Linked DNA regions of Xenopus laevis: region 2 is linked to region 1. The links are chromatin contacts, called in public Hi-C maps. All regions are on one chromosome and are shown on one strand. The core of a region is the stretch at or near the end of the contact, and the rest is flanking DNA. Distances in the headings are between cores, read along the strand shown.

What was found. Hi-C and Micro-C count contacts between places; a contact is called where the count stands out from the background.
Region 2: a contact with region 1 is called in a Hi-C map of the XL177 cell line, with 1.8 times the contacts expected there. The contact joins the enhancer-like site here to the promoter of krt12.4.S in region 1. A contact is called at or near these places in 2 of 4 Hi-C or Micro-C datasets (the XL177 cell line and animal cap).

What each region holds. Positions count from the first base shown.
Region 1 is chr9_10S:1,159,097-1,165,570 of Xenopus_laevis_v10.1, forward strand. It overlaps krt12.4.S (Keratin 12, gene 4 S homeolog), which reads left to right and starts at 3,694. Exons shown (of 8, transcript NM_001085987.1): 1 at 3,694-4,167; 2 at 4,608-4,690; 3 at 4,894-5,050; 4 at 5,195-5,356; 5 at 5,741-5,866; 6 at 5,966-6,183; 7 at 6,466-6,474. The coding sequence starts at 3,928.
Region 2 is chr9_10S:1,192,466-1,198,939 of Xenopus_laevis_v10.1, forward strand. No RefSeq gene overlaps it. Among protein-coding and RNA genes, the nearest start is that of krt12.6.S, 10 kb to the left of the region's middle. Within about 2 kb of position 3,751, at least 1 of the 7 cell types and tissues checked has an H3K27ac peak or open chromatin away from gene starts, as enhancers often do.

The sequences.
Region 1 (6,474 bases), core at 2,444-4,943:
CAGTGCAATAGGGTGTGATAGAGTGCAATAGGGTGCATTAGAGTGCGATAGGGTGCGATAGAGTGCAATAGGGTGCGATAGAGTGCAACAGGGTGCGATAGAGTGCAATAGGGTGCGATAGAGTGCAATAGGGTGCAATAGAGTGCAATAGGGTGCAATAGGGTGCGATAGGGTGCAATAGGGTGCAATAGGGTGCGATACAGTGCAATAGGGTGTGATAGAGTGCAATAGGGTGCGATAGAGTGCAATAGGGTGTGTTAGAGTGCAATAGGGTGCGATAGAGTGCAACAGGGTAGCACGTTGGCAATTTTTGGGGCTTTTCTGTGCGATGGAGCTGAAGGTTCTAATTGTATTGACTTATCCCTTCTGTTACCGGCCAGAAATCTCATCTGCTCTGTATCAAAGTTTAAATTGAGCATAGTGTGATAGAGTGCGATAGGGTGTGATAGAGTGAAATAGGATGCGATAGAGTGCAACAGGGTGCAATAGGGTGCAATAGGGTGCGATAGAGTGTGATAGGGTGCATTAGAGTGCAATAGGGTGCGATAGAGTGCAATAGGGTGCGATAGAGTGCAATAGGGTGCGATAGAGTGCAACAGGGTGCGATAGAGTGCAATAGGGTGCAATAGGGTGCAATAGGGTGCGATAGAGTACGATAGAGTGCGATAGGGTGCAATAGAGTGCAATAGGGTGCAATAGGGTGCGATAGGGTGCGATAGGGTGCAATAGGGTGCAATAGGGTGTGATACAGTGCAATAGGGTGTGATAGAGTGCGATAGGGTGTGTTAGAGTGCAATAGGGTGCGATAGAGTGCAATAGGGTGCGATAGGGTGCAATAGGGTGCAATAGGGTGTGATACAGTGCAATAGGGTGCGATAGAGTGCGATAGGGTGTGTTAGAGTGCAATAGGGTGCGATAGAGTGCGATAGGGTGTGTTAGAGTGCAATAGGGTGCGATAGAGTGCAATAGGGTGCGATAGGGTGCAATAGGGTGCAAAAGGGTGTGATACAGTGCAATAGGGTGCGATAGAGTGCAATAGGGTGCGATAGAGTGCGATAGGGTGTGTTAGAGTGCAACAGGGTGCGATAGAGTGCGATAGGGTGCGAGAGAGTGCGAAAGGGTGCGATGGAGTGCGATAGAGTGCGATAGGGTGCGATAGGGTGTGATAGAGTGTGATAGGGTGCAATAGGTTGCAATAGGTTGCAATAGAGTGCAATAGGGTGCAATAGGGTGCAAGGGAGCCCTGGATTTAGCACTTGCCCCGAGCATGTGGGACCCACATTGTCCCTTATTGTGTTGTGCCAATAGACATCTCGGCTTGTGCCAATGGCTCACAAACACCATTACTGACACCACGTTCTCCGGCACAATCACATCAGCGCCAGGTTTGTGCCGCCACAATCAGCAATGCTACAAATGCTACAAAAAGTCTCAAAACCTGCTGATTTGTGCAAATATTTGGTTCTTTAATAAGCCCCCTAATCATTTTGGTTCTTTAGCCCAGTATATGGCAAGTATTGGATCTATTATGTGGAAACCCATTATACAGAAAGCTCTGCAATACAACAAAGCCATAGGGGCAGATTTACTAAAGGGCGAAGTAGCAGTTACTACTGAAAACCGCCAGAAATCCAATCCACAGGGACATCGCCAGTTCACTAATGCGGTTATTATTATGCGGTTATTATAATGTGGTTATTATTATGCGGTTATTATAATGTGGTTATTATTATGCGGTTATTATTATGCGGTTATTATAATGTGGTTATTATTATGCGGTTATTATTATGAGGTTATTATTATGCACAAAGTGATATTTTCTCAGGCAATTTTTTTTTATTTTGTGCTATTTGGATGTCAGTTTGTCGTCTCACTGATCTCGTGAAGCACAAAACACATTCCCCCCGAGGCTGTTCCTTGGATTTCTGTTCAGTGTCTCTTTATCTCCCAGTCTGTCAGTCAAACCATCGGCTGGTTTCTAGGTGACCAGAGAACAAACCAAACAACAGTTTCAATTCCAGAGCAGCAGAACAAAAGTGACCCAGAATAAAACAAATATAAAGAGCAATAGCTGGGGCAAATATTCCAGTATAAGCCTTTTGACTTGCACTTTGCCCAAAGACCAGAACTTTGCCCAACAAATGCCATTTCCATATTTTATACAAATAATAGCAGATAATATAAATATGATCTAGAAATGCTTCAGCTCCAAAAACACAATGCAACAAGCCTATCAGATCTGAGCTTGTGCTGGAACTCTCCTGGCCAAAATGGCAAGCTTGATTGACATCACTAATTCTTAATGGCGGCTGCAGCCGACACTCACATTCTTTACAAACAACTTGCAATTTTGGAAGAGGAATGCTGCTCCTTTTCTCTTTTCACTTAGTGACCCCCCAGCCCTGGATCAACCTGTCCAACAGCAGCAAGTTCTGCAGCAGCCTGGCCTCCTCCACATAAATGAACATCATTACTGTAATTGCCATTAATTAACTGCCATTTATTTCATTGTACCGTAAAATGATTAGTGATAGTCACTTCTGTTTATTTGAAAGCAATAAACCTCTTCACAAATGAGTGAGCCAATCAAGTAGTGATATATTTGTTATGGCAGGTGGGAGTTAATCCCCTTTGTGGACCTAAAACCATGGCCGATCTTCTCAAAGTGTTGGAGAAAAGCAACATCACTGAAGGTTCCAAATGTGCAGCTCAACAACATTTTTGGCTCCCCAAACCAAGAAACATCATAATCTAGCATATTTTATTTCGTTTTGCATGTTAATTTTGAGGAATCTTTTAGAAAACCCTAAAAGTTAAGGTGGCACCCAAAGTGCAGCTTTGAGCTGCTATCATATAAGTAGGGGTTATTTATTTGCATTCAATGGTTCCTCCTGACCATACGACACTGGATCTCCAGTCCAAAGGAGTGTAATATAGAACATTTAAAAATATAGCTGTCATCTTTGACCATCATTCATATTGGTCTCTGTCCCAGTGGAGATTACTGTCTAAGGTTCGGACTATGGTCAACCTGTTTTATCTTACAGTACAAAGGGAAATGTTCTGGTAAATGTAACGCCTCAATTTTTTAACGTTGGTTGACTGGGTGGCATCTATAAATGTTTATTATAACATGAGCACAGCTTATACTGTACTGGTCCCTAAATAGATATTCAGACCTCACCTGTCAGCCCTTGCACTCCTCTATCTCATCTCTAGCTAAAGTTGACCTCTGTGACATTACTAGAATTGCTGAAGATTCAGTCAACGTGTTTTTTCATGCATTTGCAGTTTTATTACATATTGGACAACATTGAAAATGTTTTTGGGTCCAAATGAAAAATTGACTTTTCTCTCTCATTTAGTTTTCTAATTGCAGTGAATTATCAGAGAAGAAGAAGCTGCGGATCTGGTAGAAAGAAGCCTGGAGCAAGGTGAGAGTGGTGCTGCAACCTCAAGTGAAACTCTTCCAAGAATTCACCCCAACCAGTTTGTAACCAAGTTTGTGTTGAACAAACACCCCGGGGCTACATAACTGATACAGAGATGGATAATTGCATTAGTGCATTGTGGTGACCTGGCCAAAAAAAAAGGAATTTTCCTTATAGGAGGACGTCAGGTTTGGAAAAAGACCACCCACCGCAGAATGTGTATATATATGCATGGACTGGAAGCAAACATTGCATCTTTGCATTCTGCTTTGTCCTAGCTGACTTGTCAGAGAATATCTACCAATAATCAGTCATCATGACTTCCTATAGATCCAGCGCTGCTTCTCACTATTCAAGCTCATCTGGCAAAGGTGGCTTTGGAGGCAGCAACTTTGGAGCAGGAGGCAGCAACTATGGAGCAGGAGGCAGCAGCTATGGAGGAGGCTTTAGCAGCGGTGCAGGCTCTAGCTTTTCTTCCTCTGGAGGTAACTTTGCGATGGCAGCAGCAGCCAGTTCCGGCTTAAGCAACTTTGGTGGAAATGAAAAGCATGCCATGCAGAACCTCAACGATCGTCTTGCTACCTACCTGGAGAAAGTGAGAGCCCTGGAAGCCGCCAATGCTGAGCTGGAAGTGAAGATCCGCACCTGGTATGATAAGCAACCTGGTGATGGCCTTGGCGCTGGGTCTAAAGATTACAGCAAATATTTTGAAATCATCGCTGAGCTGAGGAACAAGGTATAACTGTCTTTTTTTGTAATTATTCTTAATATTTGTAAACATTAGCTGAAGAATTCTCAATTAAGCATGCCATTTGAGGGTATGTTAGGAATGCTTAGCTACGACTAGAAAAGTGAGGTCTAACTTTCTTGTTTTTAAAATACAATTTACCACCACGGTTTTCTTCTAAGCATTTTTTTAAAATAAGTTTATTAAGCTCAATAATTACATTAAGTGAATGGAGCTGTAACGTCTGGGTGATAATGTATGTCAATCTTCCACCCCACTTAAACAGTTAGTTAGACACACCCAGAATGAAAACCGTTACTTGCATAAAGCAGGAGTAGGGATTCAGCCTTTTGTACTCATTGATCCCAATAACATGTACCAAAAAATATACAGAATTCGTACTTCCAGAAGATAAAAAGTCTCAAATATTTTTATTCATATCTTTCTAGATTCGCATTGCAACTATTGATAACGCTACAGTGACTCTGCAAATCGACAACGCTAGACTGGCTGCTGATGACTTCAGACTTAAGTAAGTTGTAAACTATTGACTTTTCAAATATCGGTGAATCTCCAATTAAAGCAGAATCGATGCACATAGTCAAGACCATGGTCAAAAATGTTGTGAACTGTTTAAACTGGTGCACCTGGGGAAAACCACACACATATAGTAAGTTCTACTGCCCCACCAAACTGACAATTGGGATTTTTATAACTTTTTTCCCCCTCTTTAAGGTTTGAGAATGAGCTGACTCTTCGCCAGAGTGTGGAGGTTGATATCAATGGCCTGCGTAAAGTCCTGGATGAGTTGAACCTCGCTAGAGGTGATCTTGAGATGCAGATTGAGAGCTTGACTGAAGAGCTGGCCTACCTCAAGAAGAACCATGAAGAGGTGAGTGGTAGGACACATACATGGTCACTTCCCAATAATAAAACCTTCAGTTGAGTAGTGCTATTTGATACTAAATTCCATTTTTCTAAGATGTATGTTAAGAAACTAACATATTCCAATACATGCTGTGATTTGGTTGACCAGGAGATGAGCCATGCAAAGAGCCAGAGTGCCGGCAAAGTGAGCGTTGAAATGGACGCTGCTCCAGGTGTGGATCTCACCAACATTCTCAATAACATGAGAGCTGACTATGAAGTATTGGCTGAGAAGAACCGCAGGGATGCAGAGTTGTGGTTCAACCAGAAGGTATTTATTATAAATCAAGCAATTAAAGGAATGAATTAAAGAAATTAACATTTTATTGTAGACTATATGTAGGGAGTACAGGATCTGTTCTAGTTACTACTGCCATGCGCCTGTGAGTGAGGGAATTACAGTACATCATGGAGTTTGTAGTCTCTTAATAATTTAGACCAACATAAGGTCCAGGTATTCAAGTATAGTCTTTCTGCACATACCACTGATGATCAAGTATCCTTATACAGCAGGGTCCCATTATTCACTTTCTGGTATCTTCATATAGATACTGGTCTTTATGTACAGATGCAGTGAGTATGCATAAGAGTATTATTTATTTTGGAGAATGCTTCAGTGGATTCCTTTTAGCTCTAATAAGGTCTATCATTGCAGAGTGGTGAGCTGAAGAAAGAGATTTCTGTTGGCGTTGAACAAGTGCAGGCCAGCAAGAGCGAAATCACTGAGCTAAGACGGTCCCTTCAGAGCTTGGAAATTGAGCTGCAATCCCAGATGGCAATGGTAAGTCAAAATATTAACATTTCAAAATTAAAATATAGATTGTGTGAGTCATTTAAGAATCAGTCAATAAACAACCATTTTTCTTCCTCTCCTCCCCAGAAACAATCAGTTGAAGGAAACCTGAATGAGCTACAAGGCTTCTATTCAGCACAACTTCAACAGATTCAGAACGCCATCAGCAGCCTGGAGGAACAGCTTCTCCAGATTAGGTCTGACATGGAACATCAGAACACTGAGTACAAGCTCCTCCTTGACATTAAGACCCGGCTGGAAATGGAGATTGAGACATACAGGCGCCTGCTGGATGGAGAACTGGGGTAAGTTCATAAAAAAAAAAAAAGTATAAATTCACTTGGATCACTTTGATATCCATACGTTAATAAGCACACGACCCCATTGTATGGTTCTCAATTTGAGATGGATTCTCAACAGCAGTAGTCAAAAAAAACATTTTACGATAGAGCATTTTATGGGTCTATCCATGCTCTTTGTTAAACAGTAACCCTCACTTTTCAAGAAACTTGTCTTTTAGAAAAACAGAAGAACGTTCTCCCCATTTATGTCCTAATAAATTTATTCTGTTTGTCTTGTTTCTACAGACAGGTGAC
Region 2 (6,474 bases), core at 2,501-5,000, 33 kb after region 1:
CCTGGAATAGATTTCAGTATAACCATCTGAGCTTAACTGCTGAACCAGCTGTTTAATAGAGACATTTCTGTGTGTGTCTAGAGGGGTCCAACCTAAAGTCCTAATGTCTCTAAGAACAGTTGATTGAATTAATGGGGAGTGGTAGCTGGTCACAATTGATGGGCTGCAGGTTGTAAACCATGAGTGTTTTTCACATACCTACTGTGTACAACCCCAGACCATTCCCACGTGGCAACCTTATTGATGTATATTATACTGACATGAATTATCTGCAGTCATAATTGTGGGGGTCATAGTAGATAAACACGGTAACCCCCATAGAAAACATTGCAGAAGGTGCCTTTTTACCATTTTGCAAATGTTTGTGTTTTACATATTGATTTGGTAAATGTATATAGTTTTTTGAAGATACACATCCTAAAGTGAACTGCAACTTTCATACACTTTTATGAATCCCATAGGAATCAATTTCAGTGATTAGCTCTAATCTTACACTTCAATAAATCTGCCCCTTTCTTAGTGGACAGGTGATAGTGTTGAATATTTCTGGATAACTCATGAGATACAATTTATCATATTGGCTTTCAGCAAATCAGGTTGTGCCATACATATTCCTAAATTCTTTCCTCCTGAGCAATCTAAAAAAAACCATTGAGTTAACAATATACTTTTAGACAAAGAAAGTATGTTACAAATCTCTCCATTGGAAATATACCTTTATTAACATCAGTCTGTTATCTTTCCTTTTTTTGCTGAACTGTTTAGTATCAGGAAATTTTACAATGTTCATTTGCACAAAAAGTCACGTAGCTTAAGCTAATGGCGTCCATTTTTTCTTTGGCTAAATGCCAGTTCATTTTATTTCTTTGGCAAAAAGCCAATAATATTTTTCCTTAAAAAGGAGAATAAAAAGGAACACCAGGTAATTCGGGAATATGAGCTGACCGCTATACAGTCAGGTCATGGGGAAGAATTTAGAGAAATTATTCAGTTGATGAATAGTGTTGTCGATATGGCAGCAAAATTTAAAGAGGATTTTGAGGAAGTCAAAGTCCAAGTTAAGAACATTCAGGGAGAGATGGAAATGCTAAACCAGGAGGTGAAAGAACTAAAAGCAGAAATTGCAGAACTTCAGACCTCCAAGTGTGACAAGGAAGAGAAGAAGTCACTTTTCCTAGGAATCCTATCTAAATTATTTCCCAAGATCAGATTGGAGATATTCGGTATTCCCCTGCTAGACTTAAGACAAACATTTAGTCTCTGAGCTACAGTATAGATGGACAGAATTCAAGTACTTTACAGAATATCTGGTAGAGATGTAGAACCTTCACACTTACCAACAGAACTGAATTTTGCTGGATAGTCCATAAAAGCAGACCCCCAAAGGGCAGGGAGGGTGGGCTGGGGGTCTGATCCAAAATGTCCCAAGTTTTATTCTTAACTGTTGGGGACTAAGAAGCAACATAAAACAATTCTGATCCAGAGGAAGGCAAGAAATTCTCATCTGAACCCACAGATGGGGGAAATTCCTTCCTGAAGCCAAGAGGGCAATTGGACCAGTTGCAGCAACAATCCATTATCCATTTACAACAAACTTGGCATACCTTCTAATAAAGTTTAAAATAAATGAAATAAATTTAAATATTTTCTGTGTTAATTATTGTTATTTCTGGTCCTATAGTAATGATTGGTTTTGGGGATAAGGTGGAACAATACATCAAAGTCAATAGATCAGAGCTTATTTTCAAGCTGTCTTTCGAGGGTGTAAATGTGCATGTTGTTTGAACCTGGTTTTCTGGGCTGGGCCAGCACATATTCATTTCAGCAAAGTACCCTTTATAAATTCCATGTATTGCCCTGTTCTAGGAGCTGGAAGAATTTTAAACATTCTTCTGATCTGTCACAATAGATAAATATGTGTCCATGCCTACACTTTAGGAATGCAAACTAAAATTCTAGGTATTAGAATTGTGGACTGTTATTTTAACATTTCTTTTAACTATCAAAAATGGCCAGTACTTGTGATTCCATTGGACGTATTTTATCTGGATAGGGTTGTACATGGGCAGTACCCATGCCAATCAAATGTTCCTTCATTGTTTTACCTGCAGCGGGCTGAAAAAAGCTAATCACCGATTGGTTGCTATAGATTGCTGCCCATAATTTTATATATATCTTTAATAGGTCACTTGCCAAGGCATTACCTGCCAAGAAAACACCTATTTAGATATTGTTGTTCCAGCACTGCTGGAATATCATTATATTTCTTCGAACCCAAATCAACTTGAGTTCATGATCCAGTCCAGCTTTACTGCTACAGAATTGATGCAAACGTGGTATGGGATTTTCTTTTCGAAGCCTAAAACGAGCGAACCCCCAGTCCTCATTTCTCAAACAAGAAAGGGAAAATAACCCCTTTTCCTGTTACTCCTCTACAGTAGTTACAGTAGAAAGTAGAAGAAAAATGAATAAAAACCCTCAACACCTGACGATGAATGAACTCAGGGCAGGGTACAAAAAAGTTTATGTATGTATGTATGGAAGAAACAGCTCTTTTCACAAACTTTTCACCTTCAGGTGAATAAAATAATGTACACAGTTTCTGCAGATGGTTCAACTATCATGGAATGCAACCAATCTGATGGGCTTTCAAAGAGTTGACAAGTCTAGTTGACTTTGCATTATATTTATCATATTACTGCTCAAAAAGAAAAACTATAGAGGTCCCAAGGTGGAGTGAAGGTGCAATTTGGAATGTTCTTGCACCTGAATACCCTACTAGAGCAACCTGAGTCTTCCTGCAAGAAATCACAAGCCTGTAGCTACACAAGTTCAGAAGATGATATATATCCTTTTTTTTTTTACAGAAAAACACATATTTGTTGTGGCAAATACACTTGGAATTTAGAAATTTTAGTCAATGAGAAACCAGCGATTAGAAGTGTTTTTTCTTTTAGTAAACACACCCAGTATTGTCTCACCCTACAGACTTCATATTGTACGGAGAACAGGCTTAACTGGCTGGGCTACACCTGACCCTTCCCTTATTTAAGTACTTTTCCCTTTAACAAGCAGCTTCAAGCAAATGCCCCACAGCGACAAGCGGTTATTGTAGTGATGTAACCTGAGAATATATGACATTTTTACTACAACCACAAAATGTGTCATCAAAGAGCAGAACCACCTAATAACTTCTACACATTCATTTGCAATTGAATGTAAATGCAAGTTGTTGTTATATAAACAGCACAGTTGTATGTCCCAGTGTTCCGCAACTGTCATAATTCTAATATGGATCATGTTAAGGTGTCCACAACCAATACTGGAGGCTGACTTTCTTGACTATTGGACTATTGGACTAACACCACTAAACTGATATCTTAAGGGGCTTGGAAGGGGAGAAAAATCACATTGAACGAGGAACTTTTGGGGCAGTTTGTGGTTCTGCTCAGACCACCTAGATCTGATTGTTGGTCACAGGGTAAACATTGAGATATCTTAATTTTCACTAATACCTGGTCAGATCACCACTAAGTAGATCAATTACTGTCTGGCCATGGTAAGATTTTCATAAATACAGGTCAGTGACAGTTAGTAGGACACCTTTGCACATGGTTGGATAGCATTTATTTTCCTTCACTTGCCACCCCGATCATCCTAATTAAAGCTGGGATCTTTCTTTTGTGATTTGAAAACCAGTATAAGGTGGAAGGCAATCGTTGCACAAGGACAAGGGAGCCCTGTATTAGGGATAAACTATTTAAGTACAATCATCTGGCACCTCTGCTTTAGATCCTGAATGATGAGCATGGTAGTGGGGTGCCAAGGGATGCCACTGACAGCAGTGCAAAGAGTTGTGCCTATATGTGCATGGAAAAAACAGGGCTAAAAGCAGGCAACCTTTGCACCTGTTTCTTGATTGCACCTTGAAAACACATGGTATATTAGAAAACATTAAGGATTTGATGTGTTTCTTAACAATGATCGGTCCCAAGAAGGGTTAGGGTTAGTCATATATTTTCTGTAGAAATATCTAGAGCAAGTCATTTCAAATATGCTTGGTGGCAATATTACATTTGCATGCCATTCTATTTCTTTTGCAACATAAGTCTTTTGATCTTCTGGCTTGAGGTGACTTTGTTTAAAAATTATTTAACTGGTAACAGGTTTATTGTATGAAGAAAGAATGTTAGTGGCACAAACTCTGCAGCCCAATGAGTGAAGCAACCTGCCAATATTGTGCTGTGAGTGCATTACATGATACCACCCAACAGACTAAACTCTTGTTGTGATCCATGGTTAAACTTGGCATGAAATGCCCTTGCCACCACTCTCTGGCCAAAGTGCCACCAAGCTCTACCGTCCTATCAGATATAAGACACAGAGGACCAAGGTGGTAGAACCAGATCTTCTAGATCTCAAGGGCAAGACATTGAAAAATCTCCCTTCTATAAAAATTCTTGAGAAAACACAAGAGTACTCCTACCCTCAGACTCCGTAGACAACACTGTAGGGTCAGCTTCTCAAAGTTATACTGGAGTTCAGTAACTGTAGAGTTGCATGGGTACATGTTCTATAGTTATAATAATATCCAGAAACTTCAGCAGTGCCCCCTGATTTCTATTTCTGATCCAGATGCTTTGCCAGCATTCTTGGCCCCAGTGCCACTGTAGTGGTTACGCCATAAAATTCTCCTTCAATGACATCCAAGTTCATGGTTGGCACAGATGGCATCAGTACAGGGTTGCAATTATGTCTTTAAGGTATTTCGATTTTTTAAAACATTATATGATTTAATTGCTATAATAAAAGAGCAAGCAACATGATTTTGCAATCTCAGAGGTGTGCATAATTTAATGCCCCCATAGATCTTCAGATGTTAAACTACAGCTCCCAATCTCACACCATTGTGTATGTGAGTTTGGTATTTTCTCCGTTATTGTGGTGCGGGACTGAACAAGAAATCCGACAAGAGTGATTAGCGTTAAAGGTTCTGTTGGGATCTGGGTGAACGCCAGGGCTTTCTACAGGAATCTTATTGAGCCTAGCCTGTGACTGTAGTAATAATGTTAAGGAAATCACCCTACTTTTCAAATCAAAGTTAAATTACATATAATCATGTAAAGACCTTGAAATACTTTTAAGACCCCAGAATTAATGTCAAAGACAGAGAAGGTGTGATAGTCACATGCTCCAGGACTGGCCAGTAGGAGAGAACTAAGAATGGGAAAAAGCACCCTGTATGCACCCCTCATTGATGCTTCAACATGACCCATTGATACTGGGTGATTTTGGGGCTTCAACCTTAAGGTCTCTTAAGACCATAACCCTTGGACACATGAACACAGTGGTTTCTCTCATGACAATTTTGATTTAGGATTTAATCATTTTATATGCCAGGCTTTCCTTTCATTGAGTGCCCATGGGATGATCCATTCAGTCCCCAGCTGCCCCAAGTAACCTGCATATCAGATCAAATGGGAGTGATGTGCAATGCCATCATCAGGTGCTGGGGACCACAAGGGTAAAGGGTTTGGTTTTATTTGGTATTTTGGTACATTTCCAAATGAATGGGCCCAGGAGTGACGTCACTTCCGGTCTGCGGTGACAGCGCTTTCAGGTTTCGCAGGTCCTGGGTCGGAAGGTTAGTTTAACTTATAGGGTCTGGGTAGTGGCTCTGGGTTAGGGGCTGGGGTGTAACTATAAAAGAAGCAGACCCTGTCGCTGCAAGGGGACCCAGGAGTTTAAGGAGCCCCATGAGGCCCTAATTCATATACATTTTGAATAAATACTGGTAAAACAAGTAGAATAATTTGCTGTGCCCAGTAATATCTAGTTACGCCACTGGTTAGGGGTCGGGCATGGGTCGGCATGGGACCTTCCAATTGGACCTGTGCTGGACTCTATTGCAGTGTATTTTCATTATTTGTTTTCTGGTAAAAGTTAGGAAAATATAGGAAATTCTGCAGAAACAACAAGTAACTTTCTGTCTGACAGATTTATTTACTGTGTGAGAAAATGAAGCCACAAATGAATCATAAAAGCAGTAATTCTCATTCCAGACACTCCCTCGCTGCCCAATAAATACTTGGGCCCAGGCTGAGTGCAAGTGCAGTGCATGCTGGTCATAGGTTGCTCCTGGCCACGGCCCATAGAGAGAAGGTAGAATAGAATAAAGAGATTAACAAGCAAACTATATATATATATATTAAGACATATAGTAATGCCAACATGAAGCCATCTTTTATTTTAATGAAAATAAATAACATATAACATTTGGGTCCCCTTGTGACATACTGAACACTATGAAATGTTTTTTAGGGTCTCAGCAAAAGCTGTGCCACCCAGAGTTGCGTCCCTATACCCCCTGGATGTCATTTAGATGCTTGACTATGTGCTCCTATGTGGTGCCGATAAATGTAATGCAACGCCTTGCACCTATGATATCCCTTCAGGACCCCAATACAACATTTC